2 separate regions of the Pan troglodytes genome follow, and region 2 is linked to region 1. The links are chromatin contacts, called in public HiChIP or PLAC-seq maps. All regions are on one chromosome and are shown on one strand. Each heading gives the region's core, a stretch centred on a gene start, on an enhancer-like site or on the middle of the called end of the contact. The rest is flanking DNA. Distances are from core to core; before and after follow the strand shown. Region 1 holds the start of DIXDC1 (DIX domain containing 1). Region 2 holds the start of NKAPD1 (NKAP domain containing 1).

Region 1 (4,344 bases), core at 97-2,596:
AGGTGATCCACCCACCTCGGCCTCCCAAAGTGCTGTGATTATAGGCATGAGCCACCGCGCCTCGCCAGTATTATCCCGGCCCGATCCTGCTTAGCTTCCAAGATCAAACGAGATCGGGCGTGTTCAGGGTGGTATGGCCATTAATTTTTGTATTTTTAGTAGAGACAGGGTTTCGCATTGTTGGCCAGGGTGGTCTCGAACTCCTGACCTCAGGTGATCTGCCCGCCTCAGCCTCCCAAAGTGCTGGGATTACAGGCGTGAGCCACCACGCCCGGCCACCTTCATTTAATATATAGAAAATAGGCTACAGAGTTTCTCCACCAATTAGTGGTGGGGGTCAGTCCTCCAACCCACCTTTTCTGAATCTGCCTGCATTGAGTCTTTGCCAGACAACGGGCCGGGAAAAAGTGATAATGGTAATGATACAATGGCAGCCAACATTTGACTGCAAACTATGTACTTGTCGCAAGTGCTTTAAATTCTCACACTTTATGGGGCTAATACTATTTTTTTTTTTTTTTTTTTTTTTTTTGAGATGGAGTCTTGCTGTGTCCCGCAGGCTGGAGTGCTTTGTCGAGATCTCGGCTCACTGCAACCTTCGCCTCCCGGGTTCAAGCGATTCTCCTGCCTCAGTCTCCTGAGTACCTGGGATTACAGGCCCGTGCCACCATGCCTGGCTAATTTTTGTATTTTTAGTAGAGACGGGGTTTCACCATGTTGGCCAGGCTGGTCTCGAACTCCAGACCTCAGTGATCCGCCCGCCTCAGCCTCCCAAAGTGCTGGGATTACAGGCGTGAGCCACCGCGCCCGGCCGATACTATTATTGCCAACTTTTGCGTGTGCGTGTGCTACAATTTCATTTTCAGTACTCTACCAGTCTTTAATCATCCCTCTTAGGGACCAGCAGAGAGGCAGCGGTATCTGGGGAGAACGGAGAACAGACCGAGAAAGGGGAGTGCGTTACCCCTCCTCTCTAAGCTCTGAAAGTCTGAAGCAGGAAACTGCACACTAAGAATGTACAAGGCTGAGGGCGGTTTGGTCTTTGAAATTTTAGCCTCCTCTTACCCACTTCATCCTCGCCACCTCCGCGTGTCCCCAGTTTCGATGTGGATGATCAACTTGGGTAATATTTTTGTTACTCGCCACCTTTCAGCACCTACCTCTTAAATGATGGGTCCGTCTGGTTCAGCATCTCTGTCCCCAGCCCTCCTGGGCTCGGCCTGCCAGTGCTCTGGCTTTGCCGCGGCATTCCCGCTGCCATGGTGATGCGGGGGCCGGCCCCAAGCCCCGCCCGCCTCCAGCCAGCCCGAGCCAGCCCCTGCCGGCCTTGGTCCCGCCTCTGGCCCGCCGGATCCCGCCTCCTGCAGGCCCAGACCGCGCCCCCTGGACCCAGATTCCCCCTACTGCCGTTCCGGATCCGCCTCCCAGGAGCTCCGACAACAACCAATCCCGGCATGGACCCCCGCCCCAGGAACTGCGCCCTCTGCCAATGGTAGCCCGCCCCCGTTCTCCTAAACCCCACCCCCCTCCAGCTCCGCCTCCAGCCGCGGCCTGGGGGTGGGGCCGGAAGGCCTGTCTACTGGCTGGACTTTCGAACCGCCCTTAAAACTGGGCGGGATCCGCTTTCCTCGCAAGGAGCCTCGGGGCCCCGCCCCAGAAAACGCGCCGGGCATGTTTCTCAGGCCGTTTATTGATCCTAGCGGCCCCGCACCTGCGAGAGCCAACAGTCCCTCCGAGGGAAGTTTCCAGGCCTCGCTGTGCTGTCGGTTATCACTGACTTGAGGTCCTGAAAGCGCTTCCTCCACGCCTAAGCCCCCTTCCCCCATTTGTCTGTTAAGGTCTGGAACCTGACTCAGCCACTGAGAAAATGGCCCAAGCCAGCCCTAGTGTCTGAATGTAAAAGCTCAGAACGCTTTTCCGGAGCACCTCCCCTTCAGCTTTGGAGTTTAAGCTGTGTGAAAAAGGATACCATTAATTAAAGTCCAACAAGATCAGCCCACGTGCTTATGGGCTAACTTTTTACCTGCTCTTTCTGCACTTTGCAAGAGCAGGAGCAACAATGGTGGGGTCGAAGACCTACCTCCCTGCACACTCCACCTAACCTCATGTGGATAGCTAAGTTTAGCTATCCACCCATAGCTAAACCAACTATTAACTCCAACCTAACAGTGGCAAGTAAGAGGCCAGGGGAGAATGGGACGCCCACAATTCCAGGGGCTTTGGAGTTCTTTAAGCTTAAAACGTGGCCAACATCCCTGGGTTGCCACCCAATTCCCCAAAGCAGTAGGTTCTCCCCCACAGGAGTAGTGGTTAACGATGGACTCGGCCTTCCTCCCCAGCGCTCACACCAGGGTCCCGTTCTTGCTGTCATAGCGAGGTGTGGCCTGGGGGAAGCGAAGGGTCGCATACTCTGTAGCGTTTTCTAAATGCACGTGTTTCACTTCCCGGGCATGGGGACGGCTGCACACTTGAATGTCAGCATAATGTAAGTTGCTGTCTTCCGACCTGAGGCCTGGACTCCTCTCTTGAGACCCTTGCTGCTGTAACACCCGCTCATACGTATGTCCTGTTGTTTCATGGCCCTGCGAGGAATGGATAGCATTAAGGGAGATTCATGGCTTGGTTTTGCCCCTCACCTCCAATGCAGGGGCAGGTCAACTGATGTCCCTTCGCTTTGCTCCTTTGAGCAAAGGACAGACAGAGCCAGCAAATTCTACAGGTGACTGAAATGTGTCTGTTGCAGTGCAAAAGAGCTGACTACTGGGATCCCATGTCCGAGCAGCCCCAGAGAGGAGACAGAGACCTGTCATTACCTTTGGGAGATTCTGCTGCAGCTGTTGGGGCTGCGGCTTCAGTGTCCGTCTTGTTTGGCTTCCTGAGGGGAAGAAATCCAACTTAAATTTATTCTCTCTTCCCTGTCTCTACTGAGATTGCCTTCTTCAAATCACTATTAAACTATTAACGGCAGGCTTCTGTCTAATCCCCCTGCCTCCATTCTCACTTCTTTCATGTCTACTAGTCCTAAATCCAAACTCCTTAGCAGGGTTTACAATCTGGCCCTTTCACAATCTGGCCATAATATCTTCCATCCTCATTTTTCACTAGCCCCTAACACAGTTCAACAAGAGAACCCATTATGTGCCAGGCTCTGTGCCATGTTCTGGGGGTAGAAGGATGAGTAAGCTGTTTCCTCTACCTCAGGGGGCTTACAGCCTGCTAGGGGGAATAAGTAAACACACTTACAATGCAAGGTGGGAAGTGCTCAGCTATACCAATCAGCCACTTTGAATCAGGTCAGTCTCTTTTTTTTTTTCATGAGCTGATTTATCTGCCTAAAACACCTTCTCCCTCCTCTGCTGACTTGTGAACTTTGCTTTTATTTATTTATTTAGAGACAGAGTCTCACTCTGTTGCCTAGGCTGGAGTGCAGTGGCGCGATCTCGACTCACTGCAACCTCCATCTCCTGGGTTCAAGCAATTCTCATGCCTCGGCCTCCCAAGTAGCTGGTACTACAGGCACATACCACTGTGCCCAGCTAGTTTTTCTCTTTTTAGTAGAGATGGGGTTTCACCATGTTGACCAGGCTGGTCCCAAACTCCTGATCTCAAGTGATCCGCCCCACCTTGGCCTCCCAAAGTGCTGGGATTACAGACGTGAGCCACTAGGCCTGGCCCTTTGCTATTATTTCTTTGACATTTTGACATCAGTGTCTTCTCTCATTCTCCCACAGCATGAGTACACATCTATTACAGCACCAGTAGATGATATTACAACTGTTTGTTTATATGAATTTATCTCTTAAATTTGATTTTCAGTTCTTCCAGGGCTGAGATCATGTGTCTTTCCTCTTGTGCCTCTCTGCCTCCTTGGGACCCACACAGGTCCTCACGTAGAATGTTAAGTGCTGAGTAAATATTTGCTAGATGAATGAAAGAATGAACAACCAACCCTGCCACTCTGAAATAATGGAAAGGATAAGATCCAGAGGTTCAGAACTAGTCTTGAATGCAGCAACCTGGATTCTCTTTGGTGTGCTGTCTCCCTTTATCCTTTCATTCCTTTTCTACCCTTCTGCCCTTTCCAAAGATTGCAGTTCTGTTGTCTTCTCTAATTTGCCTCCCCCAGGTTCCCTCCCCCAGCCCCAAAGTTACCTGTTTTCTTTTTCTTCTGGAAAGTTGATGGGCAGCTCCTGTAATAGGAAAAACAGATCACCCATGTGCAAGAGCCCTCGCCTCTGCCTTCCCTCCATCATCATTTGCTCTGTGGTCTCCTAACATTCTGATGAGCTTCCCCTACCTCCCTCTAATAAAGATTCACCCTGAGCCAGGTTCAGTCCCAAAGCA
Region 2 (4,808 bases), core at 1,918-4,417, 150 kb before region 1:
ATAACTAGGGGCAGGTTAACATAATTGCATAGGCAGCTTGGGTAACAGTTTTACCCTCGCCCATAATTTTAAAAATCAGGTGATATGATAATAATAATATGATCAAACCAAAAGTAGTACAGTTTACTGAAGAAAACTAAACCAGGGGCCTTGGCCCTCTTTTCATTATATGTGCTCTCCTAGGTGACCTCATCTACTCTCATGACCTCTTATCATCAACCTATACATCAATAATCCCGAAACCTTTATGTCCAGCCCCAACTTTTCTCCTCTACTCCAAGTCTGAATTTTCAACTGCTTGGACATCCTATAAGCACCTCACCATCAACATGTTGAAAACCAAACTAATTACCTTTGCTATCATAATTGTCCCATTTTTTGTTCTTTATCTCAATTAACAGAATCGTCATCATCTACCCAGTCACATAGGTGGTTACACAGTTGACCTTGAACAACAGGAATCTCAACTGTGCAGGTCCACTTATCCTCATATTTTCTTCCACCTCTGCCACCTGTAAGATAGCAAAACAAGTCCCTCTTCTTCCTCCTCAGCCTACTCAATGTGATTTTCTTAATGAAATGTTGTTTTCTCTAGCTACTTTACTACAAGAATACAGTATATAATACATGTAACATAAAAAATATGTGTTAATCCACTGTTTATGGTATCGCTATGGCTTTCAGTCAGTAGTAGGCTATTGGCACTTACATTTTGAGGGAGTAAAAAGTTATACATGGATTTTCGACTATGCAGGGGGTTGATGCCCCTAGCCCCTGCATTGTTCAAGGGTCAACTGAATTAGATTCCATTCTTATCATTATAATCTAATTAGCCACCAACTTCTTTGGATTCTATCTCCTAAATTCCTCTTCTTCATCCCTGCTGTCACTAATTTCATGCGAACCCTCATCATCTCTCACCTGTAATACTGCAATTGCCTCCTAATTACTCTCCCTTCTGTATCTCCCCATCTGATTCATTCCCTACCCAGCTGACAAACCATCTTTCTAAAATATAACTATGATCATGCCACACCCTGTTTAAAAACATTTGATGGCTTCTTTATTGCCTAGAGGAAGAAGTCTCAGCTCCAAACATCACAATCCAACTCTAAACCACTGAGGCCTTATTTTCTGCCACTATCCCCTACCTTCCCTGCTTTCTGGATAAATTTCTTGCCATGCCCCAAGTGATTAATGCTCTTTCTCGTTGCCATATTAATGCATGATGCTGTCTATCCAGAATGATCTTTCATACCTGGTAAACATATAGCTATTCAAGAACCAGTTCAAAGATCAGCAGCTCAAATACCACTAATTCTGTAAAATCTTTTCTAATTCCCCAGTGTAGATTTTATTATTTCCTCCTTAGTGCTCCAAAGCACTTTGCAAATATCTCTGTTACACAGTACTTATCAAACTGTATTATAATTATCTATTTTATTCATCATTTTATTTCCCACTGTGTACGGAAGCTTCCAAAAACTAGATGACAAGAATATTCTTTGTATCTCCCAGTTGTGCCAAAATAATGCTTGGCACACTGCTTGCCTTCAGTAAGCGTTGAGGAGTAACTAGGTTGTACCTCCCACCTTATTGTGAGCATCTGTGTGCCGGATGACATTCCTCAGGAGGACCTTCCCCAGTGGAATCCGTGACATTCTTCAATCTGAAATGAATCAACAAATAACGTTTAGTAATAATTTCTGTTATTACTTTATCTTTTCTTGAAGTTTTATAAAGAAGCATGAGGTACAGGAAAGATCACTGAACTAGAAGTCAGAGATTCTAAAGAATAGTTTTCCCTTTACCATTAAAAGAGGGAAATGCCTAAACACACTAATGTGAGATGAAAGGAGATAATGTACATTAAAGTACTTTGAAAATGCACAAGACTACATAAAATTAGGTGCTTTCATGAGCACCATTTTATTTAATCCTCATAATAACTATTTTTTATATGAGGCAAGTATCTCCATCCCTATTTTGTAGATGAAGTTCCCTTAAAGCTGTAACGTCCCAAGCCACATAGTCCCAGGCAAATGATGTATGTCACTGTCTAGATTAAAAATTAAACCTCCAATCCCAATACAGTTTGCACTGAAGCAAATACGTAGATTTGAGAGTGTCAGGAACCACAGGTGTCAACAGTAACAGAAACTGATGACTCAAAACATCAAATGCAAAGATGTCCTAAATTTCTCCATTTGGGGGCATTTTATTTCCTACTTGGTACGGAAGCTTCCAAAAACTAGATGACAAGAATATTTTCGTGTGTAGCTAGCAGGAGCTTTGTGCAACCACCCCAACGCTCACTCACCCCTTGATCCTGAGGAAATCAGGCATCTTGTTAGTGAGACGAAGAACCACTCCATTACAAGATCTCCTCCGACCCAGGAAGCCAAGGAGTCAGGGCTCAAAGGCAGCTCTGCAGCTTCACCCGAGTCCTTCGTGAAAACGCAGCCTTCCCACTGGTTACTCTGCCCTCACCTGTGGCCCAGGCCACTGCCGCGTTTCCCCCAGCCCAGACCGACAGGCAGATCTCTCTCCCGGACTGAGGCCGGAGGCTGAGCCGGGGCGGAATTCGGACAGCCCGGTTGACCTGGGCATTCCCCGCTCACGCTCCTCTAGGACGAACCCCGGGGGTAAGTTTCACTCCCCAGAAAGGCTGGGAACGCTTTGGATGGCTACGGCCTTCGGTTGGGCCCCAGAAAGTATCTAGGGAGCCTGAAGCGGGGGTTGAGGTTTCCAAGTGGAAGACAGAGAAAATATCCCCATCTTTGTCACCGGGATCCCTGTTCCCCAGCGGCCTCGGAGCTCCCGGTAACCTTCCCTCCAAACGCCCTCCCCACACAAATACACACAAACACACCCATACCGTGCGCCGCAGCCTCGCGTGGCGGGGTTAGCGGGGAAGAAGTGGTTTGGGAGAAAAAGGAGGAGACTTCCTTTTCAGGCCGGAAGTCGTGCTCCTGAGAAATCGTCCCACCAACAGGCAAGCCCAGAGACTCCCACAAGGGAGGGTTTTCAGGACACTCCAGAGGTTGACGGGTGCAGAAGGAAGGCGGGCGCTTTCCTGGAAGAGAAGTAGGTCAGGCCCAACTGAAAAGCAAGCCTGGCACCAGAAGGGGGACATTCCGGAACTAGATATGAAGAGACTTTTCTCCCTGAAGTTCCCCGGACCCAATTAGATGTTGTACCCAGGCTGGTTACCCTGGTAACAGGCGTCGCGGTTTGTCAAGGAACTGAGAGAAGAGGTGGATTTGCCAACCTATGGAATGATTACCCGTTAGAACTGAGAGAAGAGGTGGGTTTGCAGACCTATGGAATGATTACCCGTTAGTTAAGTTTCCCGTTTAGCGTAACCCTTACACAGTAATTGAAGAATCTAAACCTCTTTTCCTCATTCTAAAGATGCTGTGGGACACCTCTCCAATGGGAGAAGAGGCTAAGGAGATTTATCTGAAGACGTAGAGAAGTGTCCCAGCCTCTCTATTAGCTTACTTAATCTCGCAATAATCCTATGGTAGAGATATTATCGTCTTCATTTTGAACAGAACATTAATTGCTCAAGGTCACAGAGCTAGTGAGAGATAGAACTAAGACCGGAATCTAGGCATTCTGGCTCACAAGTCCATGCTTTGAAATACTAAACTATACTGAGGATTAAGGAAGTCTTATGTGGCCCTCACCCCACACCACACCTCTGGCAATGTCAGAAGTGGGGAGCCACCAGTCAGGTGTTGGAACAAGAAGATCAGGAAACCCAGACTTAAAATGATTACTCTGACTTGTCAGGGTCCAAGTAGAAGTAAGGCCTTATCTGAGAGGACAATGTGAGAATTTAGAAAGAGGTACTAGATAATTAAAGAATAAGGAAAACATAAAGTGGTGCTGATCCACAACCTTTTAGACACAAATGCTGTCCTAACTTCACCAAAACAATTCCTGACCCATTCCACCTCCCCAAAGCAGAAATGAATCAATAATTACACAGACAGTTTTCTTCCTGAAGTCGTGTTTTTCCACAGGCTTAAGAAAATTATTCACCACTCATCAGTCATGGAGACATCCTCAAAAGGTCTGCTTACCCAAGTTACTCAGTTTTGGAACCTCCTAGATGATCTAGCTGAAAGTGACCCTGAGGGCTATGAGAAGTTTATTCAGCAGCAGCTGAAAGAAGGGAAACAGCTCTGTGCTGCCCCAGAACCACAGCTTTGTCTACAGACCAGGATTCTGGTATGTCGAGTTGGTGCCAGGGATGGGGAGGTCTAGAATGAAATGATCCCAGAATAACCAGAGAATACTTTACACTTAGGTATTGCTATTTTTGTTTTGTTTTGTTTTGTTTTGTTTTTGAGACAGAGTCTTGCCTTGTCACCCAGGCTGGAGTGCAATGGTGTGGTCTTGGCTCGCTGCAACCTCTGCCTCCCGGGTTTAAGCGATTCTCCTGCCTCAGCCTCCCAAGTAGCTGGGATTACAGGTGTGTACTACCATGCCCGGCTAATTTTTGTATTATTAGTAGAGGCGGGGTTTCACCATGTTGGCCAGGCTGGTCTTGAACTCCTGACTTCAGGTGATCCACCTGACTCAGCCTCCCAAAGTGCTGGGATTACAGGCATGAGCCACGGCGCCTGGCAGACTTTTTTTTTTTTTTTTTTTTTTTTTTTTTTGAGATAGGGTCTTGCTGGCTCTGTCGCTCAAGCTGGAGTGCAGTGGCACAATCACAGCTCACAATCACAGCTCATTGCAGCCCAAGCGATCCTCCCACCTCAGCCTCCCAAGCAGCTGGGAATCACCACACCCGG

The links. HiChIP or PLAC-seq counts read pairs in DNA pulled down with a chosen protein or histone mark.
Region 2: an H3K4me3 HiChIP or PLAC-seq map of stem cell-derived excitatory neurons shows a contact between it and region 1, with 2.2 times the contacts expected there. The contact joins the promoter of NKAPD1 here to the promoter of DIXDC1 in region 1. A contact is called at or near these places in 1 of 7 Hi-C or Micro-C datasets (stem cell-derived neural progenitor cells) and 1 of 1 datasets of contacts at active chromatin or transcription factors (stem cell-derived excitatory neurons).

What each region holds. Positions count from the first base shown.
Region 1 is chr9:113,909,391-113,913,734 of NHGRI_mPanTro3-v2.0_pri, reverse strand. DIXDC1 (DIX domain containing 1) reads right to left here and starts at 1,346. Exons shown (of 21, transcript XM_009424149.5): 1 at 1,161-1,346. C11H11orf52 (chromosome 11 C11orf52 homolog) reads right to left here. Exons shown (of 4, transcript XM_009424146.5): 2 at 4,153-4,190; 3 at 2,814-2,875; 4 at 1,673-2,582. The coding sequence ends at 2,343.
Region 2 is chr9:114,059,907-114,064,714 of NHGRI_mPanTro3-v2.0_pri, reverse strand. NKAPD1 (NKAP domain containing 1) reads right to left here and starts at 3,167. Exons shown (of 6, transcript XM_001146132.7): 1 at 2,879-3,167; 2 at 1,593-1,669. The coding sequence starts at 1,661. PIH1D2 (PIH1 domain containing 2) reads left to right here and starts at 3,199. Exons shown (of 6, transcript XM_016921982.4): 1 at 3,199-3,307; 2 at 4,016-4,239. The coding sequence starts at 4,063.